5 separate regions of the Mus musculus genome follow, and regions 1, 3, 4 and 5 are each linked to region 2. Evidence: chromatin contacts called from public ChIA-PET and promoter capture Hi-C data. All regions are on one chromosome and are shown on one strand. The core of a region is the stretch at or near the end of the contact, and the rest is flanking DNA. Distances in the headings are between cores, read along the strand shown. Region 1 overlaps Sec24a (Sec24 related gene family, member A (S. cerevisiae)). Region 2 holds the start of Skp1 (S-phase kinase-associated protein 1). Region 3 holds the start of Col23a1 (collagen, type XXIII, alpha 1). Region 4 holds the start of Hnrnpab (heterogeneous nuclear ribonucleoprotein A/B). Region 5 holds the start of Rmnd5b (required for meiotic nuclear division 5 homolog B).

Region 1 (2,700 bases), core at 115-2,614, 530 kb after region 2:
AGCCTCACAAGTTAGTGACCTGGGCATAAAAGCTGGTCTGGGTTCTTTGGCAAAGTCACCATAGAGGAGCACCTGGCATAGAGCCATCAGTGAGTGACATGTGACAGACTGAGGCTCTGCTGTTATTAAACACTCTTGCTTCCTGCAGATGCCTCAGTTTACCTGAACCTGCCTGGAGAAGGCGTTCTAGTCACATTCAGTCTGTGAATATTCATTGTTCTCTGCCTCTTGTATTCCTCTCCACCAACTGAGACACTAGCCCTCACCTCACAGCTCCGCCAGCCTGAGTGCAGCTACTACAGCACTAAAACTGTCCCAGCCTCAGCTCTGCTCTGCCACTGTCCTCATGTGTGGTACCACCCTGCTTCAGAGGCCGTGGGATCTGCTGTATTGAGTTTTAATGTCTCTCGTTGTGGAAGAAACAATTACCATCCAGCAGACGTGGCACACTTGCTGGGGTCTTCTTGCTATGCCATGTGTACCTTTATCTTGTCGCCAGGGTACCATCCTTCCCAGGCTTCTCAGCTCCATCACAGTCACTGCAGTTAGGCCTAGCCTAGCAGTGAGGAAACAGACACCAGGAGATCGGGTGACTTAGCAATGGTCAGGTATTGACTAGTTGAGACTTCCAGATGAGGCTACAGGGTAATGACTTCTTCAAAGATAAAATAATTTATGATAAATTTGCTAATTCTGTCTAATGATAATCTTTTAGCAATTGACATTTACAAAACTCTTTTTCTAATGTTGGGAGGCGGGGTGTTGTTTTATTGCAGAAATCTTTCCAGACTGGGACAAGTATACGTCTAGATGAACGAATTTTTGCCATGTGTCAAGTGAAAAGCCAGCCATTGGTTCACCTCATGCTCACAACACATCCCAGTTTGTACAGAGTTGACAACCTCTCAGATGAGGTAAGACCAACTCCCTGTTCTGTGGCTTCTTCCGAAAAACGTGAAGCCTGATTATATTCTGTACAGAAATGAGTTTGTTACCTAAATCCTTGTTTGTTTTTTCCTAGGTAAATGTACAGAAACTTTGATAGTTAGGGACATTCCTGAAAATATTAACTTTAAGTTTTCTAAGACATACTCTCTTTTTTTCTAATTTGAGATTTAAAGATACAGATATAGTATACAAGGTGTCTCAGAGTGTCTATTGCTGTGAGAAAACACCATGACCAAAGTCAACTTGGAAGAAAGGGCTTCTTTTAGCATAGAGTTCATCATCAAAGAAGTTAGGGCAGGAACGCAGGGCAGCAGCTGATGGAAAAGCCATGGAGGGTGCTGTGTACAGGTTTCTCTATGGCTTACTCAGTCAGGCTTCTTACACAGCCAAGACCACCAGACCATAGGGGGCGCTGTTGCGGGAAATATTTAAAAAGAACCACCAAGCTCCTGCACTTCATCCGCCCACTCTCCAGCAGGACCAGAGCTCCTGTGTTCCCTTCTCTTGGCTGCCATGCCAGCCACACGCAACGCACCGCAACGACCATCCACCCAGCAGTCAGCACCTCAACACCCAGCAACCCAGTAGAAACAAAACTCTAGAAGCTTATAATTAACAAGTCAGATTTAGAGGGCTGGAGAGATGGCTCAGCAGTTAAGAGCACTGACTGCGCTTCCAAAGCTCCCCAGTTCAAGTCCCAGCAACCACATGATGACTCACAATCATCTGTGATGAAATCTGATGCCCTCTTCTGGGGTGTCTGAAGACAGCTACAGCCAGCGTACTTTACATAATAAAGAAAGAAATCTGGGCCAGAGCAAGCAAGACTGGAGAGAGAAGAAAAAGTGTCTGAAGACAGCTACAGTGTACTTACATATATCTGACCTTTTTTAAAAGATTTATTTATTATTTATATCAATAAATTCTCAATTCACAAGATGCCTACACAATAATTTCAGGGCCAAATGATAATGATACAAGCTGCCCACCTAGATCAGACAAGTTATCCCAATTATTCTATCCCTATATGATGTTTATAACTACCTGTGGCTACTTAAAACCAATCCCACCCCCGTGGGATCAGGATCTTCCTGTTCATCTGCTCTCTGTCCCTGCAACTCTTTGTTCTGCCTCCCTTTTCCCTGTCCAATCACAAGCTTCCTGCTGCACTAATATTCTAATGTAATTGGACAGGAAAAATTCTACCCCCGGGCACTGCCCACAACGGGCTCTTCTCACATTACTCACTAATTGAGGGAAATGCCAATCTGGTGGGAGCATTTTCTCAGTTAAAGTTTTCTCTTCTCAGGTGACTCTAGCTTGTGCCAAGTGGACATAAGATAGCCAGCACAGAAGGCTCTTACCAGTTGTTCCTAATGTTTAACTTTATAGTTTCCTGGGCTATACCTAAATGGCTTATTCCTATAGTTCAAACAACTTTGGCTAAAACAAGAGGATCACTTGAGCTCATGAGTTTGAAATCAGTCCCTGCCTCAGAAACAAAATTCAAAAACTCTAAGAAGAGGAAGAGGAAGAAGAAAAGGAGGAAGAAGAGGAGGAAGAAGAGGAGGAAGAAGAGGAGGAGGAAAGAAAAAAGGAGAGAGACTTGATTAATCTATTATTAGTTGTATTTCACTAATGTCACTTATCTGTTCACTATATATTATATTTTTCAATTTAATTTTTAAAAACCAAAGTCAAGGGGCTGGTGAGATGGCTCAGTGGGTAAGAGTACCCGACTGCTCTTCCAAA
Region 2 (2,700 bases), core at 197-2,696:
TTTTCAACTAACAAACATGTCTGCAGAACAGAGAAGTCAGAGCAGCAGACCCTCCCTATGATAAGGCAACAATAAAAGTTAAAATAGGCCAGTTTTTAATAGCAAGACACTGTGTTCTTTTTATGATCTCTAGTACTACAATGAGCATTCCAGAACAAGTCTATGTAGTTGATAAAATTATTTTAAAAGACCACCCCGTATTTCCTTGAAATAATTCACAATAAATAAAGATGTGCTTAGTCATAGTCAAATTTAGGTATTAGGTTACTTGCAAGGGAGCCAGGATCTTATTAAATGACAGGGAGGCAATCGGTTAATCTGTAATTCAACGCACTCTGTAATCCTAGACTTCACTTTTGTTGTTGTGTTGGAATTAAGTGCAAAATTTTTAAGTAATAATGTATGAGGTTTCGATTTGATATGCTTTCAAAAAACCCTTCTTCAGTTCTCTAAGCTCCTAGACTTGGAAATTAATCATCCAAGTCTAGCATGAGAATTCTAGTATACCAGACTTTAAAAACAAACCTGTTTTAAGTGACTCGAAATTCTGACACTTGTTACTACACTGCAGGACGGAAGAGACTGCATTGTTCTATGCCACAATACAGTCTACTGTAACATTCTGCTGAAAAACTGAGTCTCCAAACCTGAGGACTCCGTGAAAAAGTGAACCAGAAGGCAGGTTTTAGCACTATCCCTTAAAAAACCCAAACACCTCAGGTTTTAGCGTCAAATGCCACACACCTCAGACGACAGTGTCTATTACAGTAACAAGTTCAGAGACTGCAGAACGTGACAAAACGCAAAGAAACATTGGGAGTCTGTTACCTGCATATTCGGTGGTTAAAAAGGTGAGACCAATAAGGAGCTAATTGACGCCAGATACAGGAGAAAAGGGAGGGAGCCAAGAATCAAATGGCAACGACAGCCACCACCTGGAACGGCCCAGGACCCCTACTCAAAGCCTCGCTGCCCACCCGGCCTGGAGCGCGGAGCAGCAAGCCTGTCGCTAAGGCAGGCCCGGTACGAAGCCTGGGCCTTCCAGTCGCGTTTGGGGCCGACTGACGTCGCCTGCAAAGCGGCAGGCCTGCCACAGGGCTCGACTCTCTTCCCTGAGCGAGCGCCGAAAGGATGGGAGACCCTTGAAGGCCTGACTCGGCCTCCTCGTGCCTCCCGCGGTCCGGGGGTCTGCAACGGGCCGCACGGCGCCTCAGGATACGAGGCCAGGTCGCCTCGCCGCCTCGTGCACTCCACAGCCAACGCGAGGCTCCCACCCAGCCCCTCCCTCGAGGAACGTGTCCGGCTCGCGGGTTGCTACTCACGGTGCTCCGTCTCAAGACCGCAGGCCCGAGGCTGCCGGACAGAGTTCACAACCACAACGAAGTATCGAGAACAAGGCCACTCGAGCGGCGCCGCGCGGCGTCGCCTTTTATAGCAGCGGGACGCAGGCGCCGAGGACCCCGAGCCCGTGACGTCACACAGCCGGCCGGGCTGGCCGTTGAGATCGCCTGACGGCAGTCGAAACACAGGCGGCAGACCCTGAGCGCCGCAGAGGTCTCCTGGAGAGGTGCTGAGCGGCGGCGGGTGGAGGGGTGGCTGGGCAAGAGAGGGACGTCCTCCTTACTCCGCTGGCCTAAACAGCGCCATGCTCTCCTTCAAAGCGGACTCCGGCACCGGCTGGGAAACCATCTCGACCCGAAGGGTCTTTCAGGCATGGGCTGTCTTAAACGGCTTGAAAGACCCCAGTCCTGGAAAAGCCTGGAAACAACAAACCGCAAAACCGGTTGTGGGTGTGTGTTTTCCTTAAAGGAGTCGCCTCAGCCTGACCACCGTTACTCTCCTAATAACCTAAGGAAATAGAATTGAGTTTGCTGACCAGGGGTTCAGGAGTTGAACCTTCTCTACTGATACTGAATTAAATATATATATATATATACATGTATGCCATGTTGAGACAAAGGTGTTTCTTTAACCTAGGCGGCTTAGAATTCTTAAATACTCCTGACATGGTACACCTGCTTATTTGATTTTTAAAGTTTTATTTTCTTTGCATTTTAAGACGGGACCCTGTTTGGCACAGAGTAGCTGTAAATTCAGTATGTTGACCAGGTTGGTCTAAAATTCATGATCTCCTTCCACCTGCGCTGGGGTCACAGGCATTTTCACCACATATATACTTGCCTGAAACTCTTGTTGTTTTGTTTTGAGACAGGGTCTTACTATATAAGGCTTGGAGCTCGCTATTTAAACTCAGATCTGTCTGCCTCCCAATAGCCAGCTTGGAGATTCGAGGCTAGGACCACCCTGTTGGCTAATCTTCACCTTTATTTCCTACCTTTGAACTTTGAAGAGGCTTCCAGGCCCCCAAATAGCCATTGTTGGAGTGAAGCGCCAAGCCTGGAGAGAGTCAATGTGAATGTAGCATGGAGGTTACATTCTTTGGGTAACCATGCTCTAGGCCAATCTGTGAGGCCAGTGCTGGGGATCCATCCAGCAATGAACGGGGACAGTCAGGCTCAACCTGAACAGGCTATGCTGTACAGGCGGCTCAAAGAAGGCTGTGATAAGGTCGCTAGAATGAAACAGCTTTGAAGTAAAGGGAGAGGCCTGAAAGCACCCATCTGGCCTCAGCCCAGCCAGGAAGAGGGCAATTGCCTGCCCTGCCCTGCCCTGCCCTGCTGTGTCTAGGGAGCATCACTA
Region 3 (2,700 bases), core at 120-2,619, 940 kb after region 2:
TTGATTTCTTGAGACAGGGTCTTCCTCTGGCTGTCCTGGACAGGATGACCTCAAACTCAGAGATCCTCATGCCTCTGCCTCCAAAGTGCTGGGATTAAAGGCGCTCATCAATATGCCCAATGGTTGGCATTTATTTATTTATTTATTTATTTATTTATTTATTTATTTATTTTCGTTCTGAAGCCCAGGCTGGACCTGCATCTCAACTATATAGTTTAAGCCAGCCCCCAACTTGTAGAGAGATTCACACAATTCAGCCTCCTAAATTCTGGAATTACAGATGCCACCAGGGCAGGCTCAAAACAGGAGTCTTAACCCTCGGAAAACAAACCTAAGACGCTTTGGGGGTGGCCTGTAGAGATCACCACCCAGCCAAACGCGCACAGAGGCAGCTAGCTCAGCTGTGTCCTAGTCTTCGATGCACAGTTTTAGTGGGCCAGCTAAGGAACACAGCACATCTAGGCCAGAGCCGCTCCCAACCTAACCTTCCCGGACACAGAGGAAGGGCTGGCCTGAGCCTTGAGGTGGTCCGGACTGTTTCAGGCAGACTAGCCGTGGGAACGCAAGAGCCTCATTAGTATCTCCAGCGCTGGAGAGCAGGCAGAGGCTGTGGGTCTGAGCACACACTTCAGTAGAGACTCCGCACTCAGGACTGTTGTTACCCCAAGGTCTTTCTTTACCATAGCCCCTTAGTGTTACCTAAACAGCCCTTTAAGTTGTTTTTCCTGCAGAAGCAAGTCCCGGCACAGAAGCTGGACAGCAGGACCCTTCCCCACCAGCGACCCCAGTGCAATCCACTAGGTGAGTCCTGCTCCTGAAGGTGACGATCAACGCCGCCCCCGCAGCCCTACACCCCCTCGTGAAGCGGGACATCCCCCGGCCGGCGATCGCGCGCCCTCACCTCCCGTAACAGGCGCTCCAGGTGCGTTTCGGCCCAGGCGGCCAGGGCTCCGGACGGCCCCGCATGCCGCAACAGCTCGCGCTCCTGCTCCAGCGCCGCCACTCGGCCATGCAGGGCGGCCGCCTGGGCTCCCAACAGGAGACAGGCGGCCGCAGAGCCCACCGACAGCAGCAGGCACAGCGCGCTCAGCGCCCGCGACCCGCAGCCCGCTCCGGGGTCCTGCGCGCCTCCTCCGCCCGCCGCGCGCTCGCCCGCGCCCATGGCGACCCGCCGGCTCTGCGTCGGCGCTGCGGCCCGGGGCGGCTCCAGGTCGGCGGCTGCGGGGCTCCGCGTCCGGGTGGCCGCGGATCGCGCACGCCCCCCTAGCCGCCCGCTCAGACTCAGCGGCCACTGCGGGCAGTTCCTTCTATGCAAATAGACCCCGCCAGAAAAGGCGCGGGGACCCACCCAGGGGAGGAGCGGCCGGACGGGGAGGGCGGGGGTGGTGGTGGGGGCCTGGCGCTCATCAGCTCCTCGCAGTCCGGGCCCTCGCCTAGCGGGTCCCGGAGCGCGAGCCTCTGTACCCCGCCGGTGCCACCCGAGGCACCCTATGCGGCCGGGCTCGGCTCTGTCGCAGGCCGCCTGAGGTTGAGGCACTCACTGTTCGAGCCTTGGGAGTGTTCCCCAAGCTTGTAGATTGACCTTTCTGACACTTGCAAAGCAAAACTTGGAACTCTGTGGGAAAGTTAGAGGTTCTTTCTAGACGGTAGCTGAGCGCCGCTTGGTGGCCAAAAGCGACCCCTGCGGGTGTGCGCAGGAAGACTTGGTAACCGAGAATCAAAGAGAAAGAGAAACAAAGGAAGGAAAGAGGAAAACTAGTGAGAGGAATGTGGAAGGAAAGAGAGAAATAAGGAGAATAAGAGACAAGGAAGGAGGCAAACTAGGCACCTCTTATAGTCAATGTTCACCATAGCAACTCAGGCATGGACACTAGACAAAAAAGCTCATACTTCTTTCCTGAACCAGAGGGAGCAGTTAGTTCAGGAAGCAGACAAAAAACAAATGGGAAAAGTGTCTAAAACTTGGTATACCTTGAATTCTGCAGGGACAGACTTAGCCCAAACCCAAATCTGGAATGCATCATACTGACTTGTCTTAACCACAGTTACATTAGGACACCAATCGGGCCCAAAGAGAAAGCCATCCACTTACAGGGATGGCCAGAGAGGCTGAAGTTGGAATCCAGGTTTTAGCTGCCAGGGCCCCCACAAGGCATATTTATACCTCAAAACTGGTCTCAAGTAACTGTCACATTAACTCCTGGGACACCCTTTCGAGAAGAGTCAGTCCTGAGTTTGGAGCCTGGTAAGGGGCACACGTGATGGAGTGGGTTTTAGATAATTTTCCACCTTCCCTTCTGACTCTCCTGTGGCTGTCTTCTTAATTTCTGTGGCTGCATTATCCATTCTGTATTCTTAAAGCCTGTTGAGACCCAGCAACACTCCTACTCCCCTAATTAAAAGGGAAATCACCCAGCTGGCAAGACCCTCTGAACTAAAACTTCCTGGGGTTGGAGGCTGTGGCCTCAGGTAAAGTGGAGTTTCTGGTAGTGGTTATAAAGTCTTGGCCCTGTGTGAAAACTGTGCCTGTGCCCAACAAATATTCTGAAAACCTCTTGCCAAGCAAACCTGACAGTCTACTGAAGTCTCTGAAAAGACGCCAACACCGTATTACAAGTTAGCACCCATTCTCACTACCCATTACCTACCAGTGTTAGTGTTAATGGGTACTGTTTCATTCTAGAAGCGTCTGTGTATTGA
Region 4 (2,773 bases), core at 201-2,700, 630 kb after region 2:
GGCAAGAGGTTCTGGATCTGGAGAGGGTTCAGTGGGCCACGTGGGCACAAGCATGAGGACCTGAGTTCAGGACTCCAGTGCCCACAGCTGAACAGGGGAGCACAAATCTAACTTCAGCTTACTCCATCAATGTGGGAGGAGACAGAGAATCTCCAAAGCTTGTGAGACCATTTGCCTGGAGGCCAGCCTGGTCTACAAAGTGAGTTTCAGGACAGCCAGGGCTATACAGAGAAACCCTGTCTCAAAAAAAAAAATCTATATATATCTCTATCTATCTATCTATCTATCTATATCCATCCATCCATTGGATGACTCACACCTTTAATTCCAGCACTTAGAAGGCAGGCAGGCAGTTTTCTGTGACTTCAAGACCAGCCTAGGTCTAAAAATGAAGTTGTGGGCCAGCTAGTTTGTTTAAAGGAAAAAAAAATTATAAAGAACAAAATGGAAAGTGAAGATTGATACCTTGTCTGATTTACACACTCAGGGCATAGAACTTACACTCAACACAAACGTATGCACACATACACAGGAATCATGGCCTAACCCAGGCCTTTAAAGTTTTATGGTCAATGCTTAAAAGAAAACTACCCCTCTTTACCATAACCTCATTTAACAGGGCTATTTTTCCAAAAGCAAGTTGTCAGACTAGGCAGGGTGACACATGTCTGTAATCATATCCTGGGGCTACATGAAAAGACTCTTAATTTTTCCATTTAGGATCATCTAAAAATCAGTGAAATTAAGCTAGGCACAGTGGTGGTGCAGCACATAATTCCAGCACTGAGGGGGTGAAAATGGAGGGTCAAGAGTTCAAGGCCAGTCGGAGGATACCAGACTTGGTCTCAAAAAACACAAAACGGAACCAAAGGAAAGAAATAAAAATTAAAGGCAAAGCTAAACACTAATGCGATATTAAGTATCTATGGGTGTCAAGCAGACACTGGAAATACTACGGTCCAACGTTCACTGCGCCAGGCCTCCATGGATGGCCCCAGCTAGCTCACTGAAGAGGGCAGGAGCCCTGGCATCTCAGGATGCCGAGGTTTAGGAGCAGGCTGTGCTGAAGGCCTCCGATGACCGCAGCACTCCGTAGATTAGAGCACTCCAAGATTAGGCTCCTTTCTCCGGGCGACCTTGGATTTAGGGGACTTCCTCCGGCTCATTCTCCTCTTTTGGGAGGCCGGGGTTGCTAGTGTAGAATAGGATGTAGGGATAGGATGACAGACTGCCGTGTACCCCGGGCAGCTGGGGACATTGGACGTGCTCGCCCGGTGACCGGAACCGTAGACAGTTCTCCGACTCGCGCGCGTTCTAAAATGAGGACAAAGCCCGCCCGGATCTAGAGCGCGCGCGCAGAAGCAGCCAATAAGATGCTAGGACAATGGTGAGTGGCGGTTCGCTTTGCCCAATGAGAGTATCCGTTGTTACGAGGTGGTGCCCGGCTTCGGCATTATAAAGAGCTCCACGAGTTGGCATTGTCAGGCGGTGGCACCGCGCGGGACGGAGTTAAGGTCTTCTTTATCGGCAGTGTACGGCGGCGGCCGAGCGGAGCGATAGTCAGTGGCTGCGGACGAGCCCTCGGGGGTGCGAGCGTGACCGCGGCCAAGCCCGCGCGTCGCCTTCTGCGGCGAGTAGGGCCTCGCGGCGTCATCGGCGGCGAGGTGAGCGGCCCGGCCGCGGGCGGTGGGCGGGAGCTCGGGGAGCGCCGCGGGGCCTGACGCGCTGTCGCCGCTCGTTGCAGTAGCCGCTGCGGCCTGGCCGACCATGTCGGACGCGGCTGAGGAGCAGCCCATGGAGACGACGGGCGCCACCGAGAACGGACACGAGGCCGCCCCCGAAGGCGAGGCCCCGGTCGAGCCCAGCGCGGCTGCCGCGGCCCCCGCGGCCTCGGCCGGGTCTGGGGGCGGGACCACGACCGCACCGAGCGGGAACCAGAACGGCGCGGAGGGCGACCAGATCAACGCCAGCAAGAACGAGGAGGACGCGGGGTAGGTGCGGCCGCGGGCCGCCGCCTTTGTTCTGGGGCCGTCTTTTGTTGGCGCCACGCGGCGGGGGGAGGGGCGGGCGGCCCGCGGAGCTGTGCCTGCCTGGCGCGCTTGCCGCCTGGCCCGGGCGCGGTTACGCGCCTCGGAGTTTGCAGGAGTTTGCGGGGTCGACTGTGAGGCCGATCTGGGCCGCTCGCGCGGTGCTTGGGCTACTTCGGGCCTCGGGGCGGGCGGCCCCGGAAGAGGAAAAGCGGCGGATCGCGAATCGGGCCGCGAGGGCTGCGTCTCTGCTGCGTAGGCGGAGTTGGCGCGCAGCGGGCCGGGCCTAGCCTGCCGCGAGTCGAGGGGCGGAGTTCCAGCCTGAACCCTGGGGCGGTCTTGGCACCGGGAAACCCAGAGTTCCTTGGGGCAGGTACTTGGGAGGCCGTGAGCTCAAGTAGATTCATGAGTGCAGGGCACGCTGATTTTAAACTCGTGAGGGGTCATGGGTCACATTCTTGTCCCGTATGTACCGTGTGTGGCTGTACAGTCTCGTTCAGCTGTGAGTTCCAGTTGAGTCGAGATTGCAGAGCGACGCAAGGGTTAACTTGAAAGGGGGCACCATCTCAGACTGGTCCATGGGACTGTGGCTCCATAAGCCCTTCCCCAGCCAGGAAAAGTGTCAGAATTCTTTTACAGCTTCTAAGGTTTGTGGTCTTGTCTCTCACTTGCAGAAAAATGTTCGTTGGTGGTCTGAGCTGGGATACCAGCAAAAAAGACTTAAAGGATTATTTTACTAAGTTTGG
Region 5 (2,758 bases), core at 33-2,532, 600 kb after region 2:
CTTTCTTTCTTTCTTTCTTTCTTTCTTTCTTTCTTTCTTTCTTTCTTTCGACAGGGTTTCTCTGTGCAGTCCTGGCTGTCCTGGAATTCACTCTGTAGACCAGGCTGGCCTCGAACTAAAAAATCCGCCTGTCTCTGCCTCCCAAGTGCTAGGATTACAGGCATGTGCCACCACTGCCCGGTTCTTTCTTCTTTTCTTTTCTTTTTTTTTTTTTTTTTCCTGGTCTCAAACTCAGATCTGCCTGCCTTTGCCTCCGCAGTGCTGGAATTAAAAGTGTGTGCCATTACACCCGGCTCCTTCATTCTTTTTAGTTAGGGCATGTATACAACCCCTATTTCATTTTGCCCCTAAAGAGGGGCTATTTACAGAGAGCAGCTGGGCTGGGGGCTATGGATGCATAGGGTTAGGTGAGCCCGTAAGAACAAAAACCGAACTCTTAAAAATTGTGTGTGTGTGATGTGAACGTGGGTGTGCTTGCCTGTACAAGTGTGTGAGGGCCAGAGAAGGATTTGGGGAGTCTCGCTCCAACACTCTCCACTTTATTCTCTTGATCCTAGAGCTCTGCTTTTTAGCTACATTAGCTGGCAGGCAAACACAAGAATCCTTAAGTCTCTGCTAACCCCACTCCTGCAATTACAGGCCCGCGCCAGTAGGTGCGAGCCAGCTTTCTAACAGTACCTGGGATCTCAACTCAGCCCCTCACACTTGTTTTGCAAGCACTTTCCCTGTTACCTCAGACTCTTCCTTTAACATTATTTGCTAGTTCAAAATGCATCGCAGGAAATACTTAATCACTGGACCACATACATGTAATGGTCTCTTAAAATGTTCATTTTTCGGGTGCTGGGGGTGGACCAAGGGACCTGCGTGTACTTTAACCCTCCCCCTGTCCTCCCCCTCTCTCTGTCGTAGCTCAGGCTGGCCTAACTCACTTTGTATCCCTGGATCTCTGATCTTCTTATAATTATAAGATTATAGGCGGGTACCACAATACCCAGCTTTGTTTATTTTCTGAGCCAGAGTGTCGCTTTGTAGTCTAGACTGGCCTGGAACTCCCGGCGCTCGTCCTGCCTCCGTGTCCCCTATCCCAGCCTGGACATTTAAGACCTAGTTTACTGTGGTTGGGGGCCCGGATTAGGCAGGTGCGCCAGCTAATACTTCCGGTAGAAACTCGTGACAACCCGTCGGTGGTTCTGACGCGCGGAAACCCAGGTTTGCTCCGGATCGCAGAGGCCAGGCGTCCCGGCACTGCGCAGGCGCTAACTGTTGCCTGGCTCCGGCGAACGATTCATTCGGCATTCCTTGCAAAGCCGCGGGCGAGACACACTGTCTCCCCACGCTCCGCGACACCACGCATGGGCGAGCCCGGACCCACCCGAGAGGCAACCGCCGCGCCTTCCGGTTCCGATGACAGCGGCGCCGGAAGCGGGCTGAGCTGCAAGACTAGGTGACAGCCTGCCGGCTCCCGGTCCCGGGGTGCGGGGCGCCCCGACCAAAGCCTGGAGCAGTCGTCGGCCACACCCTCCAAGGGCTGGTGGAGTCGCCCGGACTCCGACGTCCCGTCCTAGTGCACCTGACTGAGTCAGAGGTAAGCAGCCAGTGGGTGGCGGGGTTCCGGCAGGGCACTGCAGGAGGGTCTCTGGGAGGATAAGTAGGAGTTTGTCAGTCTTTGCACTACTATGCGGGTCAAGTCGGGGTCGTGGCATGCCCCTAGGGTAAATGGTGGGCTTTCCTGTCCTTTCAGTTTTAGGTGAAGAAGTGACAATGTGAAACTTTCTAGTATTTGTAGGGATATGATTTGTTTGAGTGTAAAATACAGGGCATTCGATACTGTGGTTTGAAAAGATGACACGTGTGTGGAGACCTAGATAAGGAGCCAGCCATGGGAAGATGTGAGAGAGTGTTCCGAGAAGAGGATAGAGGCAGAAATAAACTGGATGTACCCTGGAACAGAAAGGCTGGTGGTGGTAGAGTGTGGCAAGTGATGGGGAGAGTCATTGGAGTGAGCATCACCAGGGAGTTTGTTTGGATAGAACTTTTGTTTTTCTTTTGTTTGTTTGTTTGTTGTCTTTGAGACAGGGTCTCTTATAGCCTAGGCTGCCCTGGAGCTTTCTAAGTAGACCAGGCTGGCCTTGAACTCACAAAGATGCATCTGCTTCTGCCTCCCATGTGTTGGGGGGTGGGGTGGGTTAAAGTCCTGCACCACCATACCCAACCTCAGATTTATTTATTTTCTTTTATAATGATGACGATGATGACAACGACGATGACGACAGCATTTCTCTACATAGCCTTGGCTGTCTTGGAATTCACTGTGTAGACCAGGCCAGTCTGAAGTCAGACAGATCTGCCTGCCTCTGCATCCTTAGTTCTGGGATTAAAGGTGTGAGTCACCACACCCAACAGATATTTTTTTTAAACTTCTTATTTCTAGGTGTATGGGGACCTTTTGCCTTCATGTGTGTCTGTGCACCACGAGATGCAGTGGATGAAGAGGGCTTCAGGGTCTCTAGAACTGGACTTACAGGAAGTTGTGACTGCCATGTGGGTGCTGAGAACAGAATCTGGGCTATTTGCAAGAGCAGCAAGTCCTCCTTAAACACCGAGCCATCTCTCCAGCCCCTCTAGTGTGAAGTTTTAACATTTCCTTCATATCTCTTTCTATCCACTGGAAGCTTTTGATTCAGGCCTTCTTAGCCAAAGGCTAGGAAATGGAGGTATTGTTTAATCAGTTAGGCCTACTCAGCCCCGTGATGGG

Evidence for each region. Promoter capture Hi-C pulls out the DNA fragments that hold promoters and counts their contacts. ChIA-PET counts read pairs in DNA pulled down with a chosen protein or histone mark.
Region 1: a contact with region 2 is called in a promoter capture Hi-C map of embryonic stem cells, with 2.4 times the contacts expected there. The contact joins the enhancer-like site here to the promoter of Skp1 in region 2. A contact is called at or near these places in 17 of 39 promoter capture datasets (the 3T3-L1 cell line, 3T3-L1-derived adipocytes, the C10 cell line and 12 more), 6 of 115 datasets of contacts at active chromatin or transcription factors (the 230-238 cell line, the NIH/3T3 cell line, astrocytes and 3 more) and 2 of 9 other capture datasets (adipose tissue and liver).
Region 3: a contact with region 2 is called in a promoter capture Hi-C map of pre-B cells, with 5 times the contacts expected there. The contact joins the promoter of Col23a1 here to the promoter of Skp1 in region 2. A contact is called at or near these places in 3 of 39 promoter capture datasets (cranial neural crest, hematopoietic stem and progenitor cells and pre-B cells) and 1 of 9 other capture datasets (adipose tissue).
Region 4: an RNA polymerase II ChIA-PET map of memory CD8 T cells shows a contact between it and region 2, with 637 read pairs. The contact joins the promoter of Hnrnpab here to the promoter of Skp1 in region 2. A contact is called at or near these places in 16 of 39 promoter capture datasets (the 3T3-L1 cell line, 3T3-L1-derived adipocytes, the C10 cell line and 11 more), 2 of 484 Hi-C or Micro-C datasets (neutrophils and pro-B cells), 10 of 115 datasets of contacts at active chromatin or transcription factors (the NIH/3T3 cell line, the SCID.adh cell line, bone marrow-derived macrophages and 7 more) and 3 of 9 other capture datasets (adipose tissue, liver and macrophages).
Region 5: a promoter capture Hi-C map of pre-B cells shows a contact between it and region 2. The contact joins the promoter of Rmnd5b here to the promoter of Skp1 in region 2. A contact is called at or near these places in 9 of 39 promoter capture datasets (3T3-L1-derived adipocytes, the C10 cell line, the HPC-7 cell line and 5 more), 3 of 115 datasets of contacts at active chromatin or transcription factors (double positive thymocytes, effector CD8 T cells and pro-B cells) and 2 of 9 other capture datasets (adipose tissue and liver).

Annotation. Positions count from the first base shown.
Region 1 is chr11:51,702,490-51,705,189 of GRCm38.p6, reverse strand. Sec24a (Sec24 related gene family, member A (S. cerevisiae)) reads left to right here. Exons shown (of 23, transcript NM_175255.3): 19 at 777-914. Among named protein-coding and RNA genes, the nearest start is that of 0610009B22Rik, 15 kb to the right of the region's middle. Within about 2 kb of position 1,364, at least 31 of the 459 cell types and tissues checked have an H3K27ac peak or open chromatin away from gene starts, as enhancers often do. A contact at or near this core is called in embryonic stem cells, where this site is marked.
Region 2 is chr11:52,230,741-52,233,440 of GRCm38.p6, reverse strand. It overlaps Skp1 (S-phase kinase-associated protein 1), which reads right to left and starts at 1,446. Exons shown (of 6, transcript NM_011543.4): 1 at 1,323-1,446.
Region 3 is chr11:51,288,589-51,291,288 of GRCm38.p6, reverse strand. It overlaps Col23a1 (collagen, type XXIII, alpha 1), which reads right to left and starts at 1,369. Exons shown (of 29, transcript NM_153393.2): 1 at 902-1,369. The coding sequence starts at 1,162.
Region 4 is chr11:51,605,558-51,608,330 of GRCm38.p6, reverse strand. Hnrnpab (heterogeneous nuclear ribonucleoprotein A/B) reads left to right here and starts at 1,450. Exons shown (of 8, transcript NM_001048061.1): 1 at 1,450-1,664; 2 at 1,745-1,991; 3 at 2,702-2,773. The coding sequence starts at 1,768.
Region 5 is chr11:51,634,420-51,637,177 of GRCm38.p6, reverse strand. Rmnd5b (required for meiotic nuclear division 5 homolog B) reads left to right here and starts at 1,282. Exons shown (of 10, transcript NM_025346.1): 1 at 1,282-1,588.